2 separate regions of the Mus musculus genome follow, and region 1 is linked to region 2. A link is a contact called in public Hi-C data. All regions are on one chromosome and are shown on one strand. The core of a region is the stretch at or near the end of the contact, and the rest is flanking DNA. Distances in the headings are between cores, read along the strand shown.

What was found. A called contact is a pair of places that touch in the nucleus more often than the background predicts.
Region 1: a contact with region 2 is called in a Hi-C map of rod photoreceptor, with 5 times the contacts expected there. The contact joins two enhancer-like sites. A contact is called at or near these places in 4 of 39 promoter capture datasets (embryonic stem cells, hippocampal neurons and liver), 1 of 484 Hi-C or Micro-C datasets (rod photoreceptor) and 3 of 9 other capture datasets (adipose tissue, liver and macrophages).

What each region holds. Positions count from the first base shown.
Region 1 is chrX:42,512,829-42,515,582 of GRCm38.p6, forward strand. It overlaps Sh2d1a (SH2 domain containing 1A), which reads left to right. Exons shown (of 4, transcript NM_011364.4): 2 at 2,459-2,522. Among named protein-coding and RNA genes, the nearest start is that of Sh2d1a, 12 kb to the left of the region's middle. Within about 2 kb of position 1,388, at least 9 of the 459 cell types and tissues checked have an H3K27ac peak or open chromatin away from gene starts, as enhancers often do. A contact at or near this core is called in rod photoreceptor, where this site is marked.
Region 2 is chrX:42,318,958-42,322,018 of GRCm38.p6, forward strand. No RefSeq gene overlaps it. Among named protein-coding and RNA genes, the nearest start is that of B230118I11Rik, 58 kb to the right of the region's middle. Within about 2 kb of position 1,699, at least 10 of the 459 cell types and tissues checked have an H3K27ac peak or open chromatin away from gene starts, as enhancers often do. A contact at or near this core is called in rod photoreceptor, where this site is marked.

The DNA of each region.
Region 1 (2,754 bases), core at 138-2,637, 190 kb after region 2:
AGGCACAGAGATCAAACACATAAAATAGAAATAAAATAAATCTTTATCAAAAGGAAAGCAATGGAAAAAATTTTCAGTACACTGATCACCAGGGAAATGAAACTCAAAGTGACTAGATTATTCCATCACTCCACTAAAAATAAATAATAAAAGCTACTATCAAAGAAAGTAAAGTACAAATGAGGATTGGGAAAGGGGAAACATTACACATTATTTAAAAAAACGTAAATAGGGCAATCATTTGGAAATATGGAATATTCCATGTTCAATATGAAGAACAACATAGAAGATCCTCAAACAGACCAGAACTACCACATTATTCAGTTATGCACTCCTGAGTATGCACCCAAAGAAAATGAAACCAGTATGTTGGAGAGATATTTGAACTCTCAGATTAATTGCAATAGTACTTACAAAAGCCAAGAAATGGAAATAGCACGAGGATCCATCAATTGAGGAGTGAGCACAGAAAAGGGAGACATAAACAGAATGGAAGTTTGTTCAACCATAGAGAGAATGAAATCCTGTCATTTGCAAAAATGTAGATATAACTAGAAGTCATTATGCTAAGTGAAATAAGGCAGACACGGAAAGTCATGTACCACATGTTTTCACTCATATGTGGAGTTTAAGAAAATCGTTCCCATGGAGATTGAGAGAGTAGTGTGGCTGGGGAAAGTAGGAGAGGTGTAGGGTAGGGAGTTGCCGAGCAGTGGGCACTAAGTATTCTGCTTTGCTTTATGTTGTGATAAATACAGTAACTTAAAGCAACTTGGGGAGGAAAGGGTTATTTCATCTTCCAGCTTCAAGTTTATTATTGAGGGAAGTCAGGACAAGAGTTCAAGGCAGAGAGAGTCAAGCAGAAGTAAAGCAGAAACCATAAAGGAATGCTGCTCACTGGCTTGTTCCCCATGGCTTGCTCAGCTTGCTTTACAAATATAATCCATACAGGGGATGGGACACCAGCAGAGAGCTGGGCTCTTCCACATCAATCATTAACCGAGAAAATGCCCACACCACAGATCTGCCTACCGGCCAGTGTGATAGAGTCATTTTCATAATTGAGGTTTCCTCTTCTCAAATGACTAGCTTGTATCAAGTTGACAAGAAACTAACCAGCACAGTGAAGTAGGAACAAAAATGTCTGATTTGCTTATGCACAGTCAGATGATAGATAATAATAATGGGTGATACAAAAACAAACAAACACAACCGCAGCACTTGGAAGAACTGGCCCCACACTTTGCCTAGGCAGCACAGTAGAGCTGGACCTGGTAGTGGGGCATGGGTGAGCCAACTCTGAGGGCATGAGAGCAGGACAACTGCCTGCATCCCTTGCCTGGGCAAGGCAGGAGGGCTAATCCTGGTGACCTAGCACAGGATTACTGGTGGACTGACCTACATAGCTTCCACCTAGGTTCAGATCCAGGTTCGGGATTAAGGGCACACATTACCACATCTGAATGCAGATCCCTCTTCTATTACACATTTTCACACACATTTTATGTGTGAGTGTTTTCCCTGCATGTATGTATGTGCACCACGCACTTACTTGGTGTTCACGGTGGTTAAAAAAGGACCATTAGGTGCCCTGGAACTGGAGTCACAGATGGTTGTGAACTACTGTGTAAGTGTCGGGAATTGAAGGTGGGTTGTCTGCTAGAGTAATAAGTGTTTTTAACTTTTCAGCCATCTTTCTAGTCCCATAGTAACTACCATCCTATTCTGTATTTCTTTGAGGTCAACACTTTAACATGTTAGATACTTTTTTTTTGTTTTTCTATGCCAGAAATATTTGACATCTTATCCTCCAGTTTTATTTATATTGTTGTAACTAGCAGAATTTAATTATTTCGAAGGCTGGATAGCATTCAATGCTACAGTACTCCTTGTTAAAATTCAATTACCATCACTGCTATACTGCAATGTTATACAATGGTAGAGTAATAGTATATTACTATTTATTATAATAGTAATATAAGAATAATTATATTTCACAGCATGATATACTTACTTTAATAATTTATACTGACAGTATTACTGTTAATTTAATCCGGTCTTATTTCAGTCAACCGCATTTAGCTTAAGACGCTGTATACTTAAAAAACAGTAAGAGTCTGCTGTGTTAAAGGTGTTTTATAATTTATGATTTTTTTTGTCAGTGATGCAGGTCTATAGCTTTTTTTTGTCTAGTCTTTCTACTAGACAAATACTTAGGTATATTAATCCACCTTACGTTAAGGAAAAAAAATCACTGGAAACTGTAATTGGGCTGAAATAATATGCAAGCAAATTAAATCTGATGGCTTTGTTTCCTGCGACTGCCAGGAAGCTGTCCATGTCTATCCAGTGTATGTAACTTTTTTTGTGTACTCTTTTTAGATAAAAGTAAGATCGAGTTTAGAGCATTCATTGTTCTTTTGAAAACTATTAGTAATGGACATGTACTCTTTCACAGGTATCAAGGTTACATCTACACATATCGAGTGTCCCAGACAGAAACAGGTTCTTGGAGTGCCGAGGTACAGCTCTTTTATTTGTTTTTACTTCTCTGGGTATAAGAAAAGTGCTTGAAATCTAGGTTGGTTTAAAAAAGAGCAGTCATACTATACACTACCAAAATATTTCAATCACTAATGCTCAATTCTATAGTCATTGATGGTTCATTTAGAAGCCTTTAGAAAATTGTGGTTCCAGACTTATTTAGCCACCATTATGTGAGGTAGGATCATTTTGGGAAAATGAAAAAATTTG
Region 2 (3,061 bases), core at 449-2,948:
TAAAACAGGAGTAACTTGTGAGTGTTTACATTGGACTTAATGGTGAGATTACATTTTATCATGTGATAACTAAAAATATGAAATATCTTAAAAGTGGTTAAAATTTTGTGCTAAACTTAAAAGTAAAATACCTCAAAATGTTTAATGAGCAACTTGTGCCCACTTCCTTCAGTGTCATTGGGTAAGCTTGAAATGCTTAGATGCTGTCCCCTATCAATACTGATACTTTGTTGTCAATATTGATTTAAAAAAAAAAACTATTTGTTATAAGTAGGTGATGATAAAAACAAATCTAGCTGGGCGTGGTGGCGCACACCTTTAGTCCCAGCACTTGGGAGGCAGAGGCAGGCAGATCTCTGAGTTTGAGCTAGCCTGGTCTACAGAGTGAGTTCCAGGACAGCCAAGGCTACACAGAAAAACCCTGTCTCAAAAAAAAAATCTAAATGGTGTTTTATAATCACTTCAGAATACATGCCAATCTAAATTTTACTCATATATGCATGCTGTGCTGAAGATCGAACATAAGGATTTGTTCATCCTAGGCAAATACTCTACCACTGCGATATATACCCAGGGAAAAATTATCTTTAAAGGATATAGAGATGAAGTTGAAGCTCCATGTTAGAGCATCTATCTAACATGCATAGAGCCCTGGGTTTGATTTCCAACATCATAAACAACATAATTAAAAGACATTTAATAATACTTTATTATCTTTCATTGATAAGTACTGTGATGAAATGGCTTTCGAGCCTACAAGTGGGTTATAAATACAGCTGAGTCTTCATGTTGGGCATCTGCTGCTGCGTCAGCAACAATCAACTTGCAAAGCATACATGCAGGCCACTGTGTGGCTAGCTTAGATATTGCTAACAGAATCAGATAGATATAACTATATAACATGTGTGAGGACAAGGATTGGGAGATGGTATTAGCAGTTCCTCTCCTCTCATTGCCCTCAATTATTTTAAGGTAGGCATCCTGTTGGTTGGTCACTTCCTTGTACATAATTGGCACGAACCAGTTGGGTAGTAAGGTCCACGTGTGCATTCAGATATGGATGACTGTGGAGAAAGGAAGGCAAATTTCCGGATTGTGTTCTCCATGATTACCCCATTGGAAAAATCCGTAATAGATTGCAAACAGCTGAGAGTGACTGGTATGCAGGCTCTGACCCCCTTGACCTCCGACTGTCCTAAACCCTGAGAAGATTAATGATTATTGCCCTACTTATAATCCATGTAAGCTCTCCCGTGTGTCAAAGCCCGTGATTTGGAAAGCTCTCCTTTTTATGCTAAGTCCCTCACTATAACTCTGCAGGCCCTTTTGGGTTCTCCCAAGGAGGCAGTCTCATTTGTATTTCTACACTCTGGCAAACTCCATCCACATGTTTACCTTTGGAAAATTGCACCAGAGTGAGATGAAAGAGGGAAGCAGGGGACAGGGGAGGTGGATCTGGTTCCTCTATTTGGATGCCAATGGAAACCTGCTGCTGCTGCTGCTGCTGCTGCTGCTGCTGCTGCTGCTGCTGCTGTTGCTGCCTTGGAAGGTTTAGTGAGCTGAGGTTACAGATGCTTTGATGACCTTGAAATGCTTAGATGCTATTCCCTATCAAGACTGCAACGGTGTTCTTTTGAACACACTGTGTTATGCTCAGACAAGCCTCGCCCATTAACGTCAGGGATGGGACTGAATTCCAAATGCCTGGCAATGCTGTCGTAGCAACAGTGACAACAGCTGAGGAAAATGCAGGTCCTCTGGGTACTAAACAAGTTTCCAGTTTTCTTTCTCCTTCAGGCAAATGAGGCCAAGTTTGCCCTTCCAAGTAAGTGTGTACTCCTGTGTTCGTAGAGCTGTGCACAGAAGCACATTCTCATGAAAACGAAAATGAGGAGCTAGAGAAAATTTAATTATAAAAGTAATCAAAATAAAATTGTTTTACCCTAAGCTGTATCATATATATATGTTATATATTTATACATTTCAAATTTGTTATTTCCAGAATGTAATAGCCTCAAATTATTATTAGTTTTTAACACAACTGATATTAAGATAGATTTGTTGATACATTACATTAGTGAACCAAACTGGGCTGTACATATAATTAATCTATTGTGCACCTCAACTCATTGTAAACCTTACTCAAAAGGTATGTTGCTAATCTCTGTTCTGGCAACCTCTTTAGTTCTGGGTGCCATTGGTAAAACCAGAAGAAAACTCTTCAATGCTCCTTATGCTGGTGTGTTCAAATGTATAGGATTTAATCCAGCAGTTGTCAGTGAACGTACTGAAGTGTTTCTCCTCTGGCGCCTTCTGCCGTGCCTGGGAACAGGAAGAAAAGAACCAAGTATAAAGGAATGTTGGAACCAGGGTCATGGCCCTGGGAGTTGCCTTCCTTTCATCTCCTTGGAATTATAAATATCATTTAGGTCACGAAACTGCTGTTTGGGTTAACAGCCAAACCACTTTCTCTCCTCAGCTGTGCTGGCATTTCAGCTAATAATCCGGCTGTTCATTTCCTCTTCGCTCTCATGAGTCTTCCTTTATGGTTTCCAAGGCAATTTGAGTCCCTCCCCCACGCCCGTGTTACTTCAACCACCCCAATTTGTCCTGTGTCTTTCCCATTATGTGAAAATGTCAAGAAGGGGAGGGCTTATGTTTGTCTCAGTTGTTCATTGTGTTCCTAACATTCCACTCAGAGTTTGATGGGCAGAGTCAACAGTCAGTCAGGATTTGTTGCATTGCTGCACGAGTGAACTATTTGGCTTGGTGACCTGAGCATTTTTGTTCATTTCATTAAGCCTCAATTACTTATGTAAAAATGAAAGGAAGGAAGGAAGGAAGAAAAAGAAAAGAAGAGAAGAGAAGGGAAGGGAAGGGAAGGGAAGGGAAGGGAAGGGAAGGGAAGGGAAGGGAAGGGAAGGGAAGAGAAGAGAAGAGAAGAGAAGAGAAGAGAAGAGAAGAGAAGAGAAGAGAAGAGAAGAGAAGAGAAGAGAAGAGAAGAGAAGAGAAGAGAAGAGAAGAGAAGAGAAGAGAGAAAAGTTCAAGGGCTGGAGAGATG